Linked DNA regions of Mus musculus: region 2 is linked to region 1. The links are chromatin contacts, called in public promoter capture Hi-C maps. All regions are on one chromosome and are shown on one strand. Each heading gives the region's core, a stretch centred on a gene start, on an enhancer-like site or on the middle of the called end of the contact. The rest is flanking DNA. Distances are from core to core; before and after follow the strand shown.

Region 1 (6,235 bases), core at 1,905-4,404:
CTGCACTAACTCTATGGCTGCTGACAATTTTTCTGCAGGGAGGGACCACTGGTCAAGCCAGACAGGGGTATCATCTTTCCATGTAATCTTATCTGTCTGGCGTGCAGGGAGAGCAATGGTCCTTATGAAAAATGGGAGTTGTAACCTAAGCCTGCACGATCCATCTTGGGGGCGGCCTCTATTGGTGTAGGCCTCCCTTGGCTGTTTTTACCCAGTCCCTGTCCAGGGAGATAACCCTGGGTGAGCATTTGTTGAGTAATGACTTCATTGGGACTGCACATAATGAGTCTCATTTGAGAGAGAATGTCTCTCCCCCATAAATTAACAGGCAGACCAGGGACAACATAAGGCTGAATAGAGCCAGAGTTTTCCTCACCATCTTCCCAAGTCAATAACTGTGAACTCTGGAGAGTATTTTTTGATTGTCCAATTTCCTGTAAATGAGTTAAAGAGGCCTTTAACAGCCAGGCAGCGGGCCAGGCACTTTGTGAGATTACAGTGGAATCAGCACCTGAGTCTAAGAGGCCCTCAAAGCTCTTGCTGTTTATCTTAAGGCAGAGTGTAGGGCGGTCTTTGGTAATTGCTTGGAACCAGTAAAGGTCTGATGACCCTGGCTGCGAGGAGCCACGACGTGTGCCCATTGCTGGATAGGAAGTGTCTAAAGGATAGGAAGTGTCTAAAGGTAGAGGCAGGGCTTGTGCTAGACGTTGCCCTTTGAATATAGATATTGGACTTTGAGAGGCACTAACTAAAATTTTAATTTCTCCAGTGTAGTCATTATCTACTAATGAGGGATGGACAGTAAGTCCTTTTAAAGTAGCGGAAGCACGCCCTAATATTAGAAAATAAGTATTGGGTGGAGGAGGCCCATAGACCCCCTGAGAAGGATGTGAACGCCATCCTCTCACGGGGGGCGTGGGGGGGGGGTGTTAAAACTGAGTCCAAAAACAAGTCCAATCCTGCGCTACCTGTAGTGGCTCGGGAGAGACCAGTGGCTGTTTTGTCTGCCGGCTGTTCCCTGTGGCTGGAAGAAATGGGGTGGTTTTGGGGAATCTGGGATGTCCCCCATACCTGTTTCCCTAAAAGGGAGGCAGGAGATTCCCAGAAGCATCTGTTGGGGATCGGCAGGTGCTTGCCCAATGTTTGCCTTTTTTGCAGCGTGGACAAAGAAAATTGGGCCGTGTAGGCCGAGAAGAATAGTCAGTAGGTGGTGCTGGAGCACCGTTAAGGGAAAGCGCAGTGGGACACTGTCGTGCGAAGTGTCCAGGCTGACCACATTTAAAACAGCTTTTCTGCCGGCTGGCTTGCTGAAGAGCCGCGCCTAATGCCATAACAGGCTGAAGAGCTGCACCCATTGCAAGACTGACTGTCTGGGACATTTTGTGAGTGAACATATCTACATCACGGCAAAGATGAATCATCTCATTAAGATCCTTGTTTCTAATCTTACCGCGCAAGACAGCTTTGCATGCCGAATTAGCATTTTCATAAGCCAATTGTTTAACAAGTTTATTGTCTGCATGACCCAGGGTCCTCTCTGCAGTCTCAAGCAAACGACTCACAAAATCACTATAGTCTTCCTGGGCTCCTTGAATGACTTTGGTTAGAGGCGTAATAACTGAACCTTTCATAGGAATACCGCGCCAAGCTCCCAGGGCTGCATTAGCAGTCTGAGCCAAAAGACCCACAGAGAAGTGTTTTTGCCTGGCTTCTGTCGCGTATTTACCTTGACCAGAAAGCTTTTCAAAGGTCCAGCCAGCAGATGGCGCCCGAGGATTTTTCTGATTAGCCACTGCAATTGTCTGGCACCGATCGAGGAAATCGGCTTTCCATGAGAGAAATTGCCCGCGTGTTAACACAGTTTGGATTACTTTGATCCACTCACTAGGGAGCATATGTTCGCCTCCCGGAAGAGCTTCTAGGAGCGAAAGCGTGTAGGGGGCAGATGGGCCATAAGTTCTAACCGCAGAGTTAAGCTCTTTTAAGAGCTTAAAACGTAGTCTGCGGAATTCTGTTTGTTGGACAGGAGCAGAAATTTGTTCCTCTGGCTCACGTTCTACTTCGTTTTCACACTCATAATCTTCTCCGCCCTCGCTGTTAGTGTCCGAGGAGAGGTCGGCCTGGGGCCTTTCTAAAGGCCCAATTTCTGCAGAAGCAGATTCGGCACGGGTGGCTGGGGGCTGTGTCTCCGCCGTAGAAGTGGGCGGGTCGTAGCTAGCAGCTCTCGTGGAGCGAGTAATTACGGGGGAAGCCAATGTTTTAGTTTTTACCGCTCGCGGAGCTTTCTTTTTTACGCCGCCCGAGGCTGAGGCTGGGGGAGGGGCAAGGATAGTCTCTTTTAAAGAATTTTGGAGTGAAGCGAGCTCTGTGGAAAGGCGGGCGTACTGTTGCTGGAGCTCTAAAACTTCTTGTAATCCTGCTACCTGAGACGCGAGCTTGTCTTTAGCATCAATGAGAGTAGGGACCGGCAGCGCCTGGGGCCACGGCTCGGGAGCGCAGATTGGTGGCAGGTAGGACGAGGCATTGCAGGGAGGAGCTGAAGCGCCCGGCAATCGCTCGGGCTTACGGGGACGGACTATCTCTTCCTCTAAAGTGTCTGTGTCCCCAGAAATTAAAGGGCTTTCAGCCAAAGATTTTTTAAATTCTAGATTGATCAGTGGCGGGTCAGCAGGCAATGCGCTTACCGGGATATGGGGGTAGAGAGCAGTCTGCAGGACTTCGGGCCTGTCTGCAGCTATTGGAGGCTTTTTAGTAGGGAGGGAGCTCTCTGAAGCTTCCAGAGACAGGGGACAGAGGCAATATTCTGCCACTGACAAAGGCTGCTGTTTCTCTGGATCATCAACTGCACTTTGTATTAAATCACGGATTAGACTCCAATAAGTAAATATATTTGCAGGAATAGCATCGGGGTCCTGCTTTGCCAAAATTTCACTTAATTCTCTTCCTACTCTTATCCATTTCTTACAATGTATCTCTGCGCCATCTATAATAAACCATGGACCTGCCTGGTCTATGAAAATAAAAAAGTTTATCAAATCTTTCTTTTTAACTCTAACTCCTCTTTCCCTGAGAGCCACCTTTAAGCCTTTTATAAAGGCTGCCTCTTTAGAAAGCTTAGTTCCCATTTCTCAGTGGAGATGAATCACTTACCAAGGATTTCTCTCTCCGGTGAGCTGCTGAAGCAGTCCTTCACTTCTTTTTTCTTGGGGTCCCTACGAACTTCTCTGGGGGAGTCAAACTCCGTAATCTCCACCTAAGGCAAAACGCTCCGAACCTCAGTTAGGCGCCACTTGTCCCACCCAGCAGGACCCAGTTCTTCCTGGGTGCAAGGGGGACCACAAACCTGAAGAGAAATGCGAGGAAAGGAAGGAGACGCAGAGACAAAGAAGGGTTCCTATCAAGGTCTCAGTTTATTAGGCTGAAATGCCAGGTTTTAAGGGGAATAGGGAGGGGTTGAGGGGGATCAACTAAGAACAAAGAAGTGGGCATCTGGGGACATGAAGGCCTAATTCAAACTGCAGGCGGCCAGGCACTCTTATCTCTGGAATGTAGAATCCTCCTTAACAGCCTTGGGTGTCAGGCTGGGCTCAGCTTGTAACTCATGTCCTTTGAAGTCTTGGGAGTCAGGAAGAGATAAGGAAGAGGGGACTATAATTCAGCTTTTTACAGCCTCAGGTGCCAGGAAGGAAACAGGGAGGAGGGGGTGAAGACCAGCTCCTTAGCACAAGGCCATTTGGCTTGTTAGGGTGGAAAACTTTGAAAGGCCTACTTTCTTATGGTATGGTCTCCAACATTTAGGGTGCCCATCTATGTCCTCATACAAATAAACAAAACAAAATAAAACAGGACCCCTGCTAGTCATCCTACACCCAAGTCTCTCACTAACATGCAACCAAATTAGGTGTTTATAGTACACACTAAAAATCAAGCTTGCCCTGCAAGATTGAGTACATAATAAGGTCAAAAATAAGCAGGATAGGAAATAAAGAGATGAACCCACATACGAATGTGTTCACCAAAAGACAAAGCAGAGCAGCAGAAAGATGAGACCAGCTGCTGGGTAAGACTGTGCCCTCCTGATTACTCAGCTAAAAAGGAAGGGGAGGGAGTGATGTCCCCTGCAGGAGGATTGTTAAGATGTGCTCTGCATTCATTCAGGGTGCCACAGGGTGCTGAGGACCAGATTTGCAAAGTTGTAAATTACTCCATGTCACCTTTGCTGCTCTGAGCCCCAAGGACTCTCTTATGAAGGAAGGGTCCTTCTTCCTCATATGAACTTCCCAGCTAAGCTCACCAATGGCCAAGAAAGGCTGATGCTCTCAAAAAACTCAATTTATTTCTCTGCTGTACCCTGTAGAGTCAAAATAGCTAATACTGGTTGACTGGGAAGATGAGAAACTTTGTCAGGCAAAGTAATACTGCCCCAGGGTGGATCCCTATACTTCGCTCCAACCCAGGTCACCTAGCTGTGAGCATATCTTGACTGTCTACTCAAATCCTCAGTGAAATACTTAGGATCTGGAGGTTGGGCCCTGGAGCTCTAAAAATCAAGGTTCAACCACCCTTCCTCCACAGCACAGTTACACAGACTAGTAATAACAAAACACAGAGAAGAGACACTTAGTAGAGGTGGCCACATTGAAAGGGGAACAGAGAGGGCCACTCTCTGGCATCCCTACTTGATATTCAGATTTAAATGGAGAGGAGGTGTCCATAGCTAAGCAGTCCTGGTCAAAGTATGGTCATGCCCATTACCAACCCATCATTCTCATGGCTCTCATAAGGTGGAATCTTCCCCAGGAATGAATCCCCTCCCATCCTTTACCTGCCCATGGGTCCATACAACTCACTGGAATACAGTAGAAGAACCTGGGAATTCAGAACCTCCCTCTAGATTTAGATCTGTGCTGTGACCTTGTAACTCTGGCTGACCTGTAACTCTCTATAAAGACCCAGCTAGCTTAGAACTCACAGAGATCTGTCTGCCTCTGGCTCCCAGATGCTGGGATGAAAGACATACATGTCCACACTCTAGTTTGTTGAAAAACACTACACTTACACAGGATGATATTTTCTAAGAAAGGAAAGTCATGTTGGGAAGAAAGGATGGGGCAATTCCCTCAAATCCCGCTTGTGAATACCAAGGTCTGGCATAGCCCAGGAGAAGAAGATGACCAAGTGACCTGTGAGTCACAGGTTTCAGGTCAGAGGAGGAAGCCACCAATGTTACAGCCTGATGAGAGTGAGTGCTGAGGTGGGCAAGTGGAGCCTGAAACCCAGGAGGCAGGCACACAAACAGCAGGAAGTGCTAGTGATGGGATGGGATGGGAACAAGGTTTGCCCATGTCTCTTTACAGCTCAAAGGAAGGGGGCTGGGCATCTTCTGATGGACACTTGTTAATGTTTACAAGTTAATGGGAACATCTGTGGGAAGGAAGATGAGGTAGTCTGCTTGAGAAAGGAAAAGGGAAACAAGTAATATATAGGACCAGACAACACCATGCACAAGAGAATCCTAAGCTATGACACATCCAGGATCCAGGAAGTGAGCATGGGCATCCTCACACCTGACTTGGGCAGGATATAAAGACCCCAGGGTCAGAAGGCTCCACACCAGCACACCTTCCTCTCCACCTGCTCCTCTGATCTACTCCATCCTCAACCAAACACCAGAGCCATGACCTGCTGTGGCTGTTCAGGAGGCTGTGGCTCCAGCTGTGGGGGCTGTGGCTCCAGCTGTGGGGGCTGTGGCTCAGGCTGTGGAGGCTGTGGCTCCAGCTGCTGCAAACCTGTGTGCTGCTGTAAGCCTGTGTGCTGTTGTGTTCCTGTCTGTTCCTGCTCCAGCTGTGGAGGCTGTGGCTCCAGCTGTGGTGGATGTGGCAGCTGTGGCTCCAGCTGTGGAGGCTGTGGCTCCAGCTGTTGCAAGCCTGTGTGCTGCTGTGTGCCTGTCTGTTCCTGCTCCAGCTGTGGAGGCTGCAAGCCCTGCTGCTGCCAGTCCAGCTGCTGCAAACCCTGCTGCTCTTCAGGCTGTGGGTCTTCCTGCTGTCAGTCCAGCTGCTGCAAACCCTGCTGCTGTCAGTCCAGCTGCTGCAAGCCCTGTTGCTCCTCAGGCTGTGGGTCTTCCTGCTGTCAGTCTAGCTGCTGTAAGCCCTGCTGCTGTCAGTCCAGCTGCTGTAAGCCCTGCTGCTGTCAGTCTAGCTGCTGCAAGCCCTGCTGCTGTCAGTCCAGCTGCTGT
Region 2 (5,759 bases), core at 1,466-3,965, 2.3 Mb before region 1:
AACCCTAGAGAGGAAGGCAAGAGTTCTAACCATCATCAGCACAAACAAGGGTGAGTTTACCTCCATGAAACCAGTAAGGGATGTTCAAGCTCTCCCTCCTTCCCTCCTTGTTTCTCTCCTCCCTCTCTCCCTTTGTTCTTTGTCTTCCTTCTTTCCTCTTCCTCCCATCCTGACTCCTATCCACCCCCTTTCTTTCTCTTCCTTTCTTTACCTTTTTGTTTGTGTTTGGTTTTGTTTTAGACAGGGTTTCTCAGCCTGGGCTGACCTAGAACTCATTCTGCAGACCAGACTGGCCTCGAACTCAGACTTCCATCTGCCTCTGCCTCCTGAATGCTAGGATTAAAGGCGTGAACCGCCACAGCTGGCTCTCTTCCTTCCTTTTGGTGTCTGTTGGGATGGCCTCCGGCTCATCTTGGTTCAGGGACTTTCAGTGCTCCTCCCTCATGAAGAACTTCTTTCTGGAAACCTTGTTCTCCCTGCTGTAGGAGCAGCCAACGTGGAGTATGGTGGCATGACTAGGAATTGCATATGCTCTGGGCATTTCACAGCTGTGAGGTGGGAACCTGGCTCTGTAGCACCCTGCTTCTGTATGTCCTCTTCTCTTCTGGACAAGGATGGTGGAGGCCATTCTTGAGAGGCGTGTTCTGGTCACCGCCACCAGAGAGGCTTTTTCCCCTTTATTAGCACAATGGAAAGAAAAATACATGCACCTGATTTTATCAAAATTATGAACTTTTAAATTGCAGGATCTTATGAACAGACTGGAAAAGTAGTGCACATGATGTGGAGGTGTTTACAGAACACACATCTAACAAGAGATTGACATCCAGAACAAAAATAAACTGGACCTGGTGGTGCACACCTGGGAGGTGGAGGCAGGGGGATCAGAAGCTTAAGGGTCATCCTGAGCTACATGGTGTGAAGGGGAGTAGTTCTGGAGCAGCCTGAACTACATGAGATCTTGTCTCAAAAGAAACTACCATAGAGGAAAAACTATAGACTCAACAACTATAGGCTCTCCAGGGAACCCCCAGACTTTCAAGATTGGATTCTGACTATTGAGGTTTCCAGCTTCTGGGATTGAATCTCCTCTGCATTTACAGGATACATACACTCAGCCCCCTCAAGTAAGCCAGTCCAGTAAATTCACTTCTGTTGGTCTGCTCCCCTAAAGAGCCCTCCCCCAACCTAGTAAAAATGTGTTCGTGTGTGTGTGTGTGTGTGTGTGTGTGTGTGTGTGTGTGTGTGTGAGAGAGAGAGAGAGAGAGAGAGAGAGAGAGAGAGAGAGAGAGAGAGAGAGACTGTAGTGCCCAGCAGAGACCAGCAGAGGGCCCCTGATTCCCCTGTCTGTAGTTACAGACAGTTGTAAGCAGTCCTGCATAGTTGTTTGCAACCAGACCCAGATCCTCTGGAAGAGTAACAAACGCTCTTAACCTCGAGCCACCTTTCCAGCCCCATTTGTCATTCTATACAGCCTCAGCTGTCTGTCTGGGCTACAGCGTGAGACCCTGTCTCAAAAATCAACCAAAGCACTGAACTTTAAATGGGTGAATTATAAGTCAATCTAAAAAAATATAAGTCAACCCTGCTGGGTATGCTGTGCATAACTGCGCCCCACTAACCTGGAGCTCAGCCATTCAGCTAGAGTGCCTGGCCACTGAGCACCAGGAATCCATCTGTCTCTGCCAAAGTTGGGGTTTCAGATGGGCACCTCCTTGTTCGTCTTTTTATGTGGACACCAGGATCTGAGCATGGGTCCTCAAGCTTGGGCAACAGGCACTTTTTAACTCATGAGCAGTACTTGGGTGTGGCTGTGGAATCAGTGTATTGTTAACGAAAGCTCAAAGCAGGGCAGTTAGTGTCTCTACAACCTCCGGCACACATCAACTTTTTCTGATGACAATATTCCAAATCCTCTCTTCTACTCATTTTAATATACATATTATTGGCCTGGGGGAATGGATTGGCGGTTAAGAGCACTGTGTTGCTCTCACGGAGAACCTGGATCCACACAAGAGTTCACATCCAAACGGAACTCTAGTCCTAGGGGTATCCATGCCCTTTCCTGTCCTCCGTGGGCACTTGAAGACCTGTAGGAGCACTAAACCACCTACAAATGCTCATACATATACCAAGGAATATTTAATGGTTTTTATATGTACGAGTATTTTGTCAGCATACCACAAGTGTGCTTGCCAGAAGAGGATGTCAAAGCCCCTGGAACTGGAATTACAGATGGTTGTAAGCCATCATGTGAGTGCTGGGAATTGAATTCGTGAAGGTCCTCTGTAAGAATTGCCAGTGCTCTTAACCCCTGAACTGTCTCTCCAGCCCATAAGTAACTCCATCCATCTCTCTCTCTCTCTCTCTCTCTCTCTCTCTCTCTCTCTCTCTCTCTCTCTCTCTTTCCTTCTTTCCGGTGATAGAACATGATCTGGCAGCCGTAGGCATCTGCAGCTGCTCTTCCAGCCCCCCCCCACACAGTAGGGCTGCGCAGCTCCTCAGAGCCCCAAGAGGATCCACGTTACACTTCTGGTGAACAAGATCTGTTCTGCCTCGGGGTGAGAAACGCGCGCGTAAGCTGAAGTCAACGCAGCTCAGCTGTCAAAGCTACTACAACAGCGGATGCCAGCCCGGGCGGAAGCGGTTACAGCCACATCCGAAGCGCATGCGTCTGATTTGGACATCCCGCGAGACGCTGGGCGGGAAAGCCTAAGGTGATTTCCTATGTGGGATCGCTGAGGGGCAGCCCGGCGTACCACTGCCATGGACCCATTCCTGGTGCTGCTGCACTCGCTGTCCGGCAGCCTGTCGGGCAACGATCTGATGGAGCTCAAGTTCTTGTGCCGCGAGCGCGTGAGCAAACGAAAGCTGGAGCGCGTGCAGAGTGGCCTGGACCTGTTCACGGTGCTGCTGGAGCAGAACGACCTGGAGCGCGGGCACACCGGGCTGCTGCGCGAGTTGCTGGCCTCGCTGCGCCGACACGATCTACTGCAGCGCCTGGACGACTTCGAGGCGGGGACGGCGACCGCTGCGCCCCCGGGGGAGGCAGGTGGGCAGGGGGCGGGGAATGGGCGGGGAGGCCTGGCCTCAGTGCACCCTCCACTGGCTCCGACTGGGATGGACTCTAGGGCACGCCCACTTTTTTCAACCGCTTGAGCCGGAAGCTGGGAGGTCTTGTTTCTTACTGGCAGTGCCAAGGTTGAACCCAAGGGTTCGTGCCACTTGCCCAACCCCAGTATTAACTCGCCTCAGACCTGCAGTGCTTCGTTGGAAAACTCAGCTAAGAAGTGAATGTGACTAAGGCATCTTAACCCCAGTGAGGGTAGCGTTGAAGAGTGGGCAGAGGTCACGTGTGCCGGCTGCTCGGCACCATTTCCGTAGTGGGAGTGCCTGTGTCCAAGACTGCCCTTCCTGGCCAAGGAAAGATTGCGCGGCGGCTGTGCTCTCTGGTCCAGAGTGCAGTGTCTGGTTATCGGCAGTTACTTCTGTTTTGCGTAGAGAGGAGGCGCTATGCCTCCCCATAACGCACAGTGGATAGCAGCCACAGCTGAGCAACACCAGGCTGGCCTTGGGATGTAGATACAGATTAAGCATATATTAGACACTTGATCACTTGTGACAAATACTCGAGAAGCCATTTAAAGGGGCAAAGGTTTATTTAGTTCCTGGTTGGTTGTCACCGTTGCTCTTTGTCTACAGTGACACAGAACATCAAAGCAGCTGGAGGGCCTGTGGAGTAAAGCTTCCCACTGCCGGTGTGTGCAAGATCCACACGAAAATGGATTGTGTATTCACATCTCCAAGGCATTCCAATGTTTGTTATTGTTACAGGAATCCAGTAAAGGGTCTTCAGCCACTGCCCAGGGCTCCCTACAGAGATTACACCTTGCCTGTGTCTAAGCAGGGGCTCCAGAGTAGCACAGAGACAGATCTTTTGTGGTGTCTGGTCAAACCAGCAAAGGTCACAGTGTAAGATGTAGCTTTGGGGACTTTGGCCAACCCACTATTGAGCGGGGTGTTAGGGCAGCCCTGCTTTTTCCCTCTGACACTCCAGTCCTCAGTTGACAGTCTTCTAAGCCATAGCTCGCTGTGGCCCAGGCTGAGAATGTGGCTGGGCAGATCAGGCCACTTTGGGTATCTTGAAGTAGCTCCTGTGCTACTTAGTGTCAGCACAGGACCTGAGTGGCTTTGAAGTGATGTTGTCTTCGAAGTGCTCAGGCCCATGCTTGGTGGCCGGTAGGGAGACTTGCCCCAGCTCCTCAGTCAAGTCACACTGCTCTTTTCCCTCCTAGATCTGCAGGTGGCATTTGACATTGTGTGTGACAATGTGGGGAGAGACTGGAAAAGACTGGCCCGCGAGCTGAAGGTGTCTGAGGCCAAGATGGATGGGATTGAGGAGAAGTACCCCCGAAGTCTGAGTGAGCGGGTAAGGGAGAGTCTGAAAGTCTGGAAGAATGCTGAGAAGAAGAACGCCTCGGTGGCCGGACTGGTTAAGGCGCTGCGGACCTGCAGGCTGAATCTGGTGGCTGACCTGGTGGAAGAAGCCCAGGAATCTGTGAGCAAGAGTGAGAATATGTCCCCAGTACTAAGGGATTCAACTGTGTCTTCCTCAGAAACACCCTGACAAGCCTACAGCTCCTCTCAGGAGTCACTGTGGACTTGATCACACCATGATGTAGCACCAAGTGCCTTTTGTGCCCAGTGCCAAAAAGACCTTGCTGATCCAGGGCGGGTCCCCTCCCACCAGCTCCTGGAGTATATCTGTATCTACGGAACCTCTGCTCCCTGGGCTTTCGGAACACATGAAGGTTCCCCGTCGTGTTCTCCACCACTGCTCCTCCCCCCCACCCCCCCAAGAGGTCTCTGGTCTTGCAAGAAGGAAGTTGAAGCTGATGGCACATGTGCTGACTGCAGTTTGAGAGCCTTCTTCTTGTTCCTTGGGGGAAGACACCATCTCAGTTAAGATCACTTGGTTGCCTTACAGTTGGCCAAGAGGACATCTGTCTCACATCCTTGGAGGCCATCAGACAGCAGCTCCTGACCCCCCACCCTCAAACAAGTGCAAGACCCCTGTGAGGACTGTGGTTTAAAGGGTAGCACCTTGCCTCCATGGTGGTCTGTAAGCAAGTGCCCTGGGCCTACCTACATATAGTGGCTCACTCTGAAATCCTAGCACTTGAGAGTTGAGAACTGCACTTTACAGCAGCCTGAGCTACAAATGAGATGTTCTCCCCAAACACACAAAAGCAAGTGCCTTTACCTGGAGATAACTTGTGTCACCAAGAATTTCTATTATATTAAGAACCCTTCTAACCTCAGAAATCCCTCCCATCAGGCTGACTGAGGTGTGCTTACAGCCCTGGGTGCTAGTTGTGAATGGAGTGATGTGATTTCCTTCACACCAGCAGGGGCCCTGACTGCCACACTTGGAGCCCAATAAACCATTGTCTCAGCTTTCTAACCTTTGGCTGGGTGTGATAATACATACCTTTGATCCTAGCTTTTTAGGGAGGTGGAAGCAGGTGGATCTCTGTGATCTATGAGTTCAAGGACAGCCTAGCCTACATAGAGAACACTAAGTAGAAAGACCATATCTCAAATAAATAAAAGTTCATGTCTGGAGAAGAGGATCTTAGCCACAGGTTCTCCTGACAGAGTGAAGAGCTGTACCTCACTGTCCTAACCTAATGTGGACTTCAAGTGACCAGCCTGGGGCCTGTACTCAAACACAGATCAGTCATTTCCTGGCACTTAGG

The links. Promoter capture Hi-C pulls out the DNA fragments that hold promoters and counts their contacts.
Region 2: a promoter capture Hi-C map of liver shows a contact between it and region 1, with 5 times the contacts expected there. The contact joins the promoter of Fadd here to the promoter of B130016D09Rik in region 1. A contact is called at or near these places in 5 of 39 promoter capture datasets (the C10 cell line, hematopoietic stem and progenitor cells, hippocampal neurons and 2 more).

The regions. Positions count from the first base shown.
Region 1 is chr7:142,280,382-142,286,616 of GRCm38.p6, reverse strand. B130016D09Rik (a long non-coding RNA gene) reads right to left here and starts at 3,154. Exons shown (of 1, transcript XR_003946899.1): 1 at 1-3,154. It overlaps Gm45889 (a long non-coding RNA gene), which reads right to left and starts at 3,403. Exons shown (of 2, transcript XR_870059.2): 1 at 3,151-3,403. Gm10013 (keratin-associated protein 5-1) reads left to right here and starts at 5,678. Exons shown (of 2, transcript XM_011242029.2): 1 at 5,678-6,235. The coding sequence starts at 5,678.
Region 2 is chr7:144,579,397-144,585,155 of GRCm38.p6, reverse strand. Fadd (Fas (TNFRSF6)-associated via death domain) reads left to right here and starts at 2,715. Exons shown (of 2, transcript NM_010175.6): 1 at 2,715-3,052; 2 at 4,296-5,759. The coding sequence starts at 2,767. The coding sequence ends at 4,627.